Regions from separate parts of the Mus musculus genome. Here region 1 is linked to region 2. A link is a contact called in public HiChIP or PLAC-seq data. All regions are on one chromosome and are shown on one strand. The core of a region is the stretch at or near the end of the contact, and the rest is flanking DNA. Distances in the headings are between cores, read along the strand shown.

Region 1 (5,139 bases), core at 2,322-4,821, 150 kb after region 2:
GCTTGCCAGATCGATTCCCTTGGATGGTCAACTTCTCAGGTATTTGATTGCAATCAGCAGTAATTTCGCACGTCATGAGGATCTTCCCCCAGAGTCGCTGAGCTCATTTCAACCTTCTTGGGGACCATCAGCATCACGTAGTCCCTCCTCCCCAGAGGACCCCCCTCTCCTGATCTGCTCTCAAGAGAGCATCCTCAACATTCTCCTCTTCTTCAGCCTGAGTCTATAAACCAACTTGCAGGAAAAAGCATCTGTCCACATTCGTCCAAATGATGATGTCTAAAGTCACGTAGAACCCTTTAGTCGCTGAATCTGATGAATGTCTCATTATCGTGTTTGGCTCTCTTCTCCCTTACTGGGAGAAGTCCTTACCTCATCTTCCCACAACACTTGAACCTGATCCCTTTTATCTGCCACTGATCCTCTTCAGCGATTTTTTTAAAAAAATGTATTCTGGCTCATCTAAGAAATGACAGCCTGCACAGCTCTGGCCTTGGTTTGCTCTCAAAAGCCACAACATTTCTTTAGGAAACTATTTAGTTCCTATTGTTGATCACCTTTTTGGGCCGATGCTCAAGTTCAATTTAAGTTCTCTGCTGCACCCAAGCACATGTATCTCTGGTTGCTCTTTGGGTATCTCCATCTATTTTCATCAAGACTTCTCAGAAGCCACCGGATCCATCTGAGTTCTTGTCCTTAGTGTGACTGTTCCCCCGAACCCCCAAGAAGGACAGTGAACTGAGTATCCATTCAGTAGCAGCAGGGAGAGACGCTACTCTCCTATGCTGTTTGTTTCTGTCTCTCCTTTTTGGGGGAATACAATGGAAATGTATTTCCTTTCTCCTTTGAGATGAATATGTCATCTCACTAGTTTAGGCCAGAGAAATGTTTTGGAGGTGACATGTGTCGCTTTAGATACACAATTTTATTTGTGTCTCCCTGTTATAATAACTAGCATCAGACCAGAGATATCAAACTTTATCAGCTTGCCTTCAAAAGCCAAGCTTAAAAGGTAGCCTTCCACTAGACAAAACAAGATGTATATAGGGTGACCAGGAAAATCACTTCTCTTTTGTTAATCCTGTGAAGTTTTGGAAGTATTTCTTACTGCCAATATTGCCCGGTCTGTCCTAGTTGATTGGCAAACCAATATAAAATTCATTATTTTCTTGTTCTTCTCTGGGTCATTTGAAAAACTGAAACATAGAAGTATACCTTGCACTCTGGGTCTGCTGTGATCTTGACTTTGCCTGACCCAGTACCACTACCTCTGCTAAGTGGGTTCCATATCTCAGAACACATCTCAGCTCCACTTTCATGAACACTTTGTCTTTATGGCCCAGACACTTCTGTAGATGCTATTTCCTAACTGCCCTTCAAATCTGCCCTCTGTGATTTATATATGCCCTACTATCATTCAGCCTTTCAGGGGGTTTCCTGTTCTCACCACCAGGTTTCAATGACTCTCATCTTCCATGGTTGTGTCAAAAAAACAAAACAAAACAAAGCCTTTAAAAAAAGTAAGATACAAACTGTAGTCATCCCCTATTCCCGCTTAGTCAGTCTTCTGCCAATACTTACAGAATGAAGTCAAAATGTCTGAGCACAGCATATTCCAAGCAGCCCACGCCTGCCCTGTCTCTTTCACCACATCTCTGTGTCAGCAATAACCTCATCCCTTCTCCTCTTAGCCAGTTTCCACACAGAGACAGTAGCATTCTTTAACTGATCCTTTTAGAAATCCCTGTGTAGGTTTCATTTACTCTAAGTGGGCTTTCCTCATTGTACCTAAAAGACACGCCAAATCCTCCCAACTGTCATTTCTAAATGTAGAGTGTTCTTTAGCAATTAAATATGTTTTGTTAAAAATATTATTGATTTTGTGGCCACAGTAATGACCATATATTGCAGTATTCCTGAGTAAGGAGGGAACATTTATTTCATCACTTGTAAAAATTCAGGATTTAATACATTGCCGATAATTCAAAGATATTTATGCAACTGGAATAGGTCTCTTCATCAAATAGGTCACATCTGTAAGGTCATATTTTTATTATATTTATCTAATAGTAGTAGGTGGTGGTGGTGATGGTGGTGGTCTGTGTGTGTGCTTGGGTATGGATATGGTGGGCTTTCACGCCACTGTTGTGTGTAAGGTCAGATGACAACTTGTGGGAGTCAGTTTTTTCCTTCTACCATGCAGGCTCTGGGGATTGAACTCAGGTCGTCAGGCCTGGCAGCAGGCATCTTAACCTTAATCTTGTCAGCTGGCCATGATATTCCTAAAATCATTTTTATCATCTGTCAAGGAAGGGCTTATTGTGTGCCAGACATGCAACAAGCATTTAATAAGCGTCGTTACTCTGAGCCACGGAGAATAGCAATAGCCATCTTCACTGATTTCATTATCTGAAGAAAATCCTATCTCATCCTCTGGTAGTCACGTCATTGCAGCCCTCTAGGTAACAATTAAGTGGATTCTTTTCTTATGAAGTAACAGAGTGGGGAGCAGTACCACTAGGCTTACACTCAAGATTTTCAATCTGCAGTGTTTGAGGAAACTCATTTCCATTATTTAAAATGTCTTAGGAAGAAATTATAACATTTACAGGTCACATTTGCTTTGAAACAGAACATCTGAGGGGGACAGGTTTGATGAACCTCTACAGATAAACAAGGGGTAACTCCCAAGAGAAGAAACTAGTACAGGAAGAATAAATAATTTATCTCATATCATAACCTTCCAGAATTCATTATCCTCATCATCTTTCCCAACCACAAAAGTATCGTCTAACTATGATCTATTGATATAATGCCAAGTGATGGCAGATTTGTAGAGATGATACACCAGGGCTTACTGGAGAGAGATACTGACAAGAGTTTGAGAGAAAGTCAAGAGGCTGTGGGAAGGCACTGAAACCACATGACAACTGTCTCAGCCCCTCTTGGATGTAACAATCAGGTTTTCATAGTTCATTTCTTCTTGCCTAAGATTGTCCATCCCCTTCAAGTAACAGGCAGATTGTGAACATAACTTTTCAATAACATTTTTTTAAAAACATACATTTATTATTGATCTATATTTCCACATACAGACACTTCGTTTGCGTTTTTGCTTGATGTTGTGGGGAGGGAGTGATTAAAGCTATTCTTTTTTTCTTCTTATATCATATCCAGTTTGTAGAACACTGGTTGCTGCAGAGCCAGCTACATTTGCTGAAGGCCAAAAAGCCAAGCCAAGTGTCAGGCAATTACCAGCCCTGGGCATTTTTGCAGAAATACACAAAAACGTGTAGAATCGTTTAATTCCATCCCCTCCTAACCTCTTCACATGGAAATTGGCTGCTTGGGCGCATGCTGTTTTTCTCCCAGACCGTGTGTCAGGGGGCTATTAACACTCGCTCCAGCAGCCGGTTCCCGGGCCATTTGGGATGTTGCACGCGTTCACACCCGCGCGCGGCCCGCGGCGCCTTCACGCGCTGCCGTTTTGTTTATGCAGAGCAGCGAGGGCGACCGGGGTGCGAAGGTCTGCAAGGGCTAGATAAAGCCGGGCTGCGACACCGACGCGGTCGTCCTGCCATGGATACCACCGAGAGCGCCGAGAGCGCGCACAACCCAGCACGTCCGCCCTCGCGCAGCCGCTGCCCGCCGTCCGCGCAGCCCGGGTACCTATCAGCCGGGATCCATCCCCGCGCATTCTCCACCCTCGCCCCGTGCCCGCCGCCCACTGAGCCCGAGGACCGCCTGGCCCCGGCTCGTCCCTGTTCGCCCTCTACTTCAGCCCTCGCCTTTTACCCGCCGCTCTTGCCTTTGCCCGGGCCCGGTGCCCTTACTAAGTCCGAGTTGAGTCCGGTGGCTGGGCTCACGTTCTTTGTGCGCGACTTGCGCTTGCCATCCTGCAGGTCCGAGGGCTTCTGGAGACCGTGGGTTCGAACTCCTGGAGAGAAAGAGAAGCGGACGGGGCCCCGTGCTGCAGAGGCGGTGAGTGACAGTGTGGCCCGCTGCGGTTCAGGCTGCAGAGCATCCCCACTCCCGACCCCCAATCCAGGCCTGAGGAGTAAGGGCCTGAGTGGCTTGCGCCCCCAATCTGCCCAGTGCTTAACAGTGTGCCTGCCCTAGACCCTGTGGGTATGAACGCGGGCTGGGACATCCATTGCAGTGATGCAGTCACTTGCAGCCAAGAGCTGGGTTGTGGAGAGGCTCAGGGTCACAGCCCCTACCTGAACCAGAGGCGCTGGGTCTCACACCTTCCCAATTTCGACAATGAGATGCATGGTGACTGCGATTACTCCTTTCCTTCCTAGTTGCCCAGTGGCCCAGGAATGGCAGAAGCTTCCGGGAAGCTTTTGCAATACCAACACCCTGTCAGGTGAGTGACAGGCCTTACTGGAGGTCTCCTTCAACTCCAGCCCTAAGGGGGAAGGAGATGGGGCACGATCACGCAGCTGGTTTAATAGCTGGCGCCGTTACTCACTCTGTGTTCCCACTCTGAGGATTCTCTTACTCACAAAATTGGGAAAATACAGGACTCATCCCATAAAAGAACTGTCAGTTGGTGGATAGTGAGTGAATGCTAATTGAATTGGCTAAAACGGGAGAAAGCAGACTGAGTAGAAAAAAGAGACGTTTGGGGCTGAGGCTGTAGCTTGCTGGCAGGGTGTTTACCTGCCCTGAAAGAGGTTCTGGCTTATAAGGGGGGGGGGCATCTTATGCCCGAAAAGTTGTTTGGGGTTTTTTTCTTTTATTATTTTTAATCCTAAAAGGGCAATGGAGAACTGGCTCCTTGGCATGCAGAGTGCATGTATTACTTTCTTGCAAACCAAAAGGAGGAACGAGATGGACAGTGGCAGGTTTGCAGCAGAACAAGCCTGACTTTTAGAATACCCAAGGCTGGCCCAGCTGGTCACTGTTTTTGTTTGTTTTTACTTTTTTTTTGTTGTTGTTGTTCATTTTACTGTTTTTTTTTTTTTTTTTTTTTTTTTTTGCTGAAAGTCAGCCTTTCTTATAAGATTCTTTGTAGCTTTTATTTGAGATAAAATGTTTATGATTGTGCTGTATTAACTGCTGAAAGAAGGCCTGTGTGACTGTGTTAAAGAAAGCCTGGCCTGTGTCTATGTGTTTATAAGTGGCGTACAATAG
Region 2 (5,170 bases), core at 393-2,892:
TAGGAAAGAGGCTGAAAAAGTTCCCCCCCCCCCAAAGCAGACTGCAGCAGGAGCAAGAAGGAAAATTAGCATCTGGCTGGCTCCTAGCTCTTGGGACTGATCCCGGGAGGTAGTTCTGGTTGATCTGTGTTGGTTAGATTTTTGCCAACTTGATACAAGGAAGAGGGGCCTTCAATATAAAAGAAGATGCTTCTGTAAGACTGGTCGGTAGCAAGTGTTGATTAGTGACTGGTGTGGGAGGACCCAGCCTACTGTGGGTGGTGCCACACTTGGACAGGTAGTCTTGGGTTGTATGAAAAGGCAAGTTGAGCCAGCCATGAGGAGAAGCCAGGAAGTAGCAATTCCTCCATGGCTTCTGCTTCCTGGTTTCAGCCTTGAGCTCCTGCTCTGACTTTTCTCCATGGTGGACTATAAGCAATAAGAGGAAATAAACCCTTTCATCTCCAAATTGCTTTGAATCATGGTATTTATACAGAAACAGAAAGTAAACTACACACATGCTGTCATGCCATGGACAGGGAGCAACAACACGAGATAAGAAATCAATTGTTCTCTATGATTTTTGTCAAACTAAATATAGGGAGAAAGCTAGTTTCTCTCAGAGAGGCTGTAATGATAGCAAGCTCCACTTCCACGCTCACTGAGAAAGTTGGTGAAAAAGAAAGAAGCTTGATTCCCTGATCTCATGTGGAAAAGAACCAGGAACAGGAGGAGGGAGAAGAATCCTGAGAAAGCCAAGGGGCCTGCTCCTTCCAGCCTTTCCCTCACGCTGGTTATGAAGGACAAAATGACCCTCCTTTTGCCCAAACTATATTCTTGTAACACAGAAACAAAACAGTCAGCACTGACAGAGGTACAAAGCAGAAAACACAAGTCCTTCAATCCACAGGCAACACGTTAGTGTTCCAGAAATACGTATCACGTGGCCCATGCATACATTAAAATTTGAACCACAGCTTCATGTTTTAATTTCCATGATGAATATACTTTAATTTTTAACATTTTCTGAGATTTTCCAGTATCTCTTTGAAGAGATCATTGATTTCAATAAAGTACTATGAAATACAGACAGTAACAAACATCCATGAACACTTCATTTTCTCTATTTTTTTCTAAGATAAAACCCTATAGAAGGTAAATTACTAGGTGAAAGGGCTTTCAACTGATACTCACAACATACTTCCACTCATTGAGCGCTCGACTCAAGACTCTTTTTCCATTTGAGCCATCAAGGCTGAGCTGGAGTGAAGAGCTACTTCTCTCAACTCACAACAGCAGATCATAAAATTATGAGTACAACTTACAGATCAAGTCATGGTTAAATGAGATATGTGTGGGAGAGAGAGAAACAGAGAGACAGAGATCTCCCTGGCATGGCAAAAATGCCATGATGATGCAGAGATACTATGATATACACAGATATACTATATACTACGGAATCACAAAATACTATGAAAAAGACAGATAAAAATCAGAAGCCTCCTTTGGAAAGTGGTAGTTGCTGTCACTAAGAAGAACAAGTAAACATACTCAGAGCAGTGTGGTGATGTAAGGGTTAAAACAATTGGCTCAGCCTACTCACTATCGAAGCCTCAAAGTAGGTTATGCTGTATATCCATAGTCACACTCAGACTCAGACAAGGGTTGAAGGAAACAGAACATTGCACATCAACATTCTTAAGAGAAAGGTCATGCACACATGCACACAGTACAGCCTTGATGGGATAAGAGAAACAGAGCACAACAAAACTACTTTAGACCACAGTCTATTGAATTACCTAGCGAAGCTAGAACAGCTGCAAGAGGATAATCATGACTTGCAGCTGAGGTCCCCTGGCTTCAATCTAACAATCAGAACGAGGCTAACAAGGCAGTGACAAACTGGAGTCATTGCTCAAGACCGTCAGTAGGAATTACCAGCATCAACACACAGAGAATGTGAGTTATGCCTCCGAGACTCAACTTCCTTAACAAAATCTTGGAGTCTGGAGATGGCTAAGATTCTCCCATCACTGAAGGCCCTCCAGGCGGGGGTGTATCAGTTCAGAGGTTGTGTTTTACACTATCTGACCTCATACACTGTCAGCCTTCCAGCAGCTGACAGCTTCTTTACGTTCCTAAGGGCCGCCTTCTCCACGTGAGCCGCTCTCCAGTGAGCAGCAAACAGGTAGCCCTTGTGTATATGTCACCCACGTGAATTCCTTTGATCCTTCAAGTCTGGCCTTAAACACCATTTATGCAATGTACCTCCACTGTGGTCTTTCTTTCCCTGCTGAACCTTAATGCTTTTTGGAGCACTGGTAATTAGTTCTTTTATTTTCTGTCTCCCCTACTAAGCTGCCAGCTCTCTGGATGCCAAGGGCTATATCTTATTCTCCATGGTATCCCTGCCTCCTGGAACAATTCCTGGCATTTGGTAAATATTTATTAAATAAAAAAATAATGATATTATGCTAAATAAGTACTCAATGCCTCAAGTTAGAAAGTAACTTCTAATTTCTTCCACTAGGCCATTGTAAACCAAATGAACGTGCTGACACTTATCATTCTCTCTGGGAAGGTAAAAAGAATGCTATTATAAGCTAAACTTGTCTCCTATTTCCTCACTGCTTTTCTAAAACCCCTCAGTCACTCACACCTTTTTTCTTTCTTTTCCATTACTGGTGAGCAAACCCAGCAACTGATTCGTACAGCACACGCCTGGCTGTACCACTCAGCTTCACTTCCCTCCCCATCTTCCAAACTGTGGATGGAAATGCAATCATGCTGGTAAAAAAGTATTCTTAAATATAGAATAATATAATTTCTTAAATATAGAATAATATAATTTCAGAGAAAAGGTGAGAGTTGTGGTCACTTTTAAATCATGTTTTTAATTTTTTGAGCTTTTCCTCCCACGTACACAGTATCTATATGGGAACTATAAAACAGACATGGAAGAGTGGCACTCAACTGTCACCAACCAAAAACAAAGAAAACAGAAACATATGTCTAAACACAGAGAATGCTAAAGGGTTTTCTGTAATATTAATATCTAATTATTGGGCATCTAACTGTAACAGAAAATATGCCAAAGGAGGTAGTCATGCTCTTCAAATGCACAGGCAAAGGATTACAGACATAATTAAAATCTAATGTTTTTCCAATTTCCAAGTCCTGCCATTATATGCTTCTTGTCAAAGTTAAAACTTCACCCAAGCATTTTTTTTTTAATTTTGGTTCTTTGAGATGGGGTCTCTCTATGTAGCTCACAGGGGCCTCCCTGAGCTCATCCTCCTCCTGCCTTTGTCTCCAAAACACTTGAATTGTAAGCATGCACCAAACTTTGGCATCTGCAAAAAGATATTTTTTACCATATCCCAAGAATATAACTGTTAAGAGGCTAACAGAGACTATGCACTAACCATTGACATTAAGGAATCTAGTGTTTTTAAATTTGATTCTCTGAAATATTCCATTTTAATTGACTTTATCATCTTTTGACTAATAAAGTTTAAGTCCTTGACCATTGGAAGTTCTTAGGTAAAAGCAAGGTATTTCTCCAGACAGCATATGTGAGAAGCTCTAAAGCTGGGTAAGAATGAAGTGAGGGATAAAGACGGCCACCCACTAAATACTCAGGTCCCCACACCCATTCAATGTGCTTGCTGTCAGAGGAGCTTGAAGGAAACCCCAACCTCAGAACTGAAGCCCGCTACAGTTCTGATAGATCTGGGGAGCCAAACGGACACCTGTGGGGCTTTCAAGACGAAGGCACAAATTCTGTCTAGGTGGCACCAGGTTCTGGGATTCTCACTGATGGAAACCTAGCCAAAATGGCGTCAGAAGCTAAAATTATTAAATATCTGCTAAAACACCAGAGGTCAGGCTCAGGCTAAACTGCAAGTACAGCCAATGAGCAGTTCTATAAAATCCTCAAAACTTAAAAATTAAATTAATAAGTTCTAACTGACAGTATATAGATGCAGCAAGACACAGTTAAAGAGAGGATAAGTAAAGTAGATAACGTTTGAGAAAAAAAAGCACACTGAATAGGAAAGTTCTGGAAACTGTTAAGGGAATGTTCAGACACGCAATGAGGTGTAACATATCTAGTCCTCCTTGAATGTCAGAGACAGGAAGAGAAGGGGAGGAGCAGCAACCAATCATAACTGAGAGGCTGAGAATCCTCTAGAATTGACGAGAGATGCTAACTTTCAGTTCAAGAAACACAATCCAAGCCCACCAGGAAAGCCACATATAGATACACATGCTATCGAAGGTCATGACAGGTAAGATTTGTAAAGCAGCCATTAAACAGGTCATTATTTAAAAGCAGCTGAATCGATGAATTCTTAAGAGCAACAGTGGAAACCAGGTTGAGTGAATGAACTATTGTTTGCAAATGGAAACTGTCATCTTAAGAGTTGTTAAAACTGTCTTTCAAAACCATGAATAACTCTCCAGTAAGCCATCTACTGAGGAAGCTTCAGAAGGGTACAATTCAAGGGAAACCCGAGGAGTAAAGAAACGTGGAGGGAAGAAGTCCAGAACAAAGTGGTAATGTCTAAACACCCACTGTCTCTCTCGCTAACAACAGCTAACGAGGTTAACACTACAGCAGCACTAAAGCTTGAGGGCAGTCATAGCATCCAACCCAGAGGTCTTAAAGTTCCTACATTTCTCATATTACAAAAAAATGTAACCAATCGACCTTAAAGTATAACTATTCAATTAAGGGGAGTCAACAATAGAATATATCACTTCCAAACTGTAGAAAGAGGAAAGTTAGAACTGATATAATTAAAAAGAAGGAGCTGGAACAAGTGGGGAGAAGTGATGCGAGCTGCAGACTAGTGTGAGTGGCAGTTGTGGTACTTGTGACAATGACTAGCAGCTGCAGTGGCGAATAAGCAAACACATTCTCCGCAGGCACTGACAACCGAAGCCTCAGCCACCATGATGACCTTAGCCCTGATGGTTCCAGGACCTGACTGTGACTTCATATTTGTGTGTCAGAGATGGTTCTCAGGTTATAAGCCTGGTCAACTGAGGGGATGCTGATGGGCACCCAACTACAATTCCAACAGTTGTAGCCTGAATTAAAGACAAAGCCAAGGGATCGTACTCCAAAGAGGGGTACGAATGGTTTGTGACTGGGATCACTATTTCAAGAAAGTTGGCAGGAGGA

Evidence for each region. HiChIP or PLAC-seq counts read pairs in DNA pulled down with a chosen protein or histone mark.
Region 1: a contact with region 2 is called in an H3K27ac HiChIP or PLAC-seq map of SST interneurons, with 4 times the contacts expected there. The contact joins the promoter of Ripply2 here to the enhancer-like site in region 2. A contact is called at or near these places in 4 of 39 promoter capture datasets (3T3-L1-derived adipocytes, the SN4741 cell line, frontonasal cranial neural crest and 1 more), 23 of 484 Hi-C or Micro-C datasets (the AtT-20 cell line, the C2C12 cell line, brain and 11 more), 4 of 115 datasets of contacts at active chromatin or transcription factors (PVALB interneurons, SST interneurons, embryonic forebrain and 1 more) and 1 of 9 other capture datasets (pancreatic islet).

Annotation. Positions count from the first base shown.
Region 1 is chr9:87,011,966-87,017,104 of GRCm38.p6, forward strand. Ripply2 (ripply transcriptional repressor 2) reads left to right here and starts at 3,572. Exons shown (of 4, transcript NM_001037907.2): 1 at 3,572-3,665; 2 at 3,903-3,981; 3 at 4,305-4,369. The coding sequence starts at 3,580. It overlaps Gm51687 (a long non-coding RNA gene), which reads right to left and starts at 4,547. Exons shown (of 3, transcript XR_003948201.1): 1 at 4,221-4,547; 2 at 3,324-3,937; 3 at 1-3,216.
Region 2 is chr9:86,868,024-86,873,193 of GRCm38.p6, forward strand. The region is part of intron 2 of Snap91 (synaptosomal-associated protein 91); the gene reads right to left. Among named protein-coding and RNA genes, the nearest start is that of Snap91, 9.8 kb to the right of the region's middle. Within about 2 kb of position 1,643, at least 5 of the 459 cell types and tissues checked have an H3K27ac peak or open chromatin away from gene starts, as enhancers often do. A contact at or near this core is called in PVALB interneurons, SST interneurons and rod photoreceptor, where this site is marked.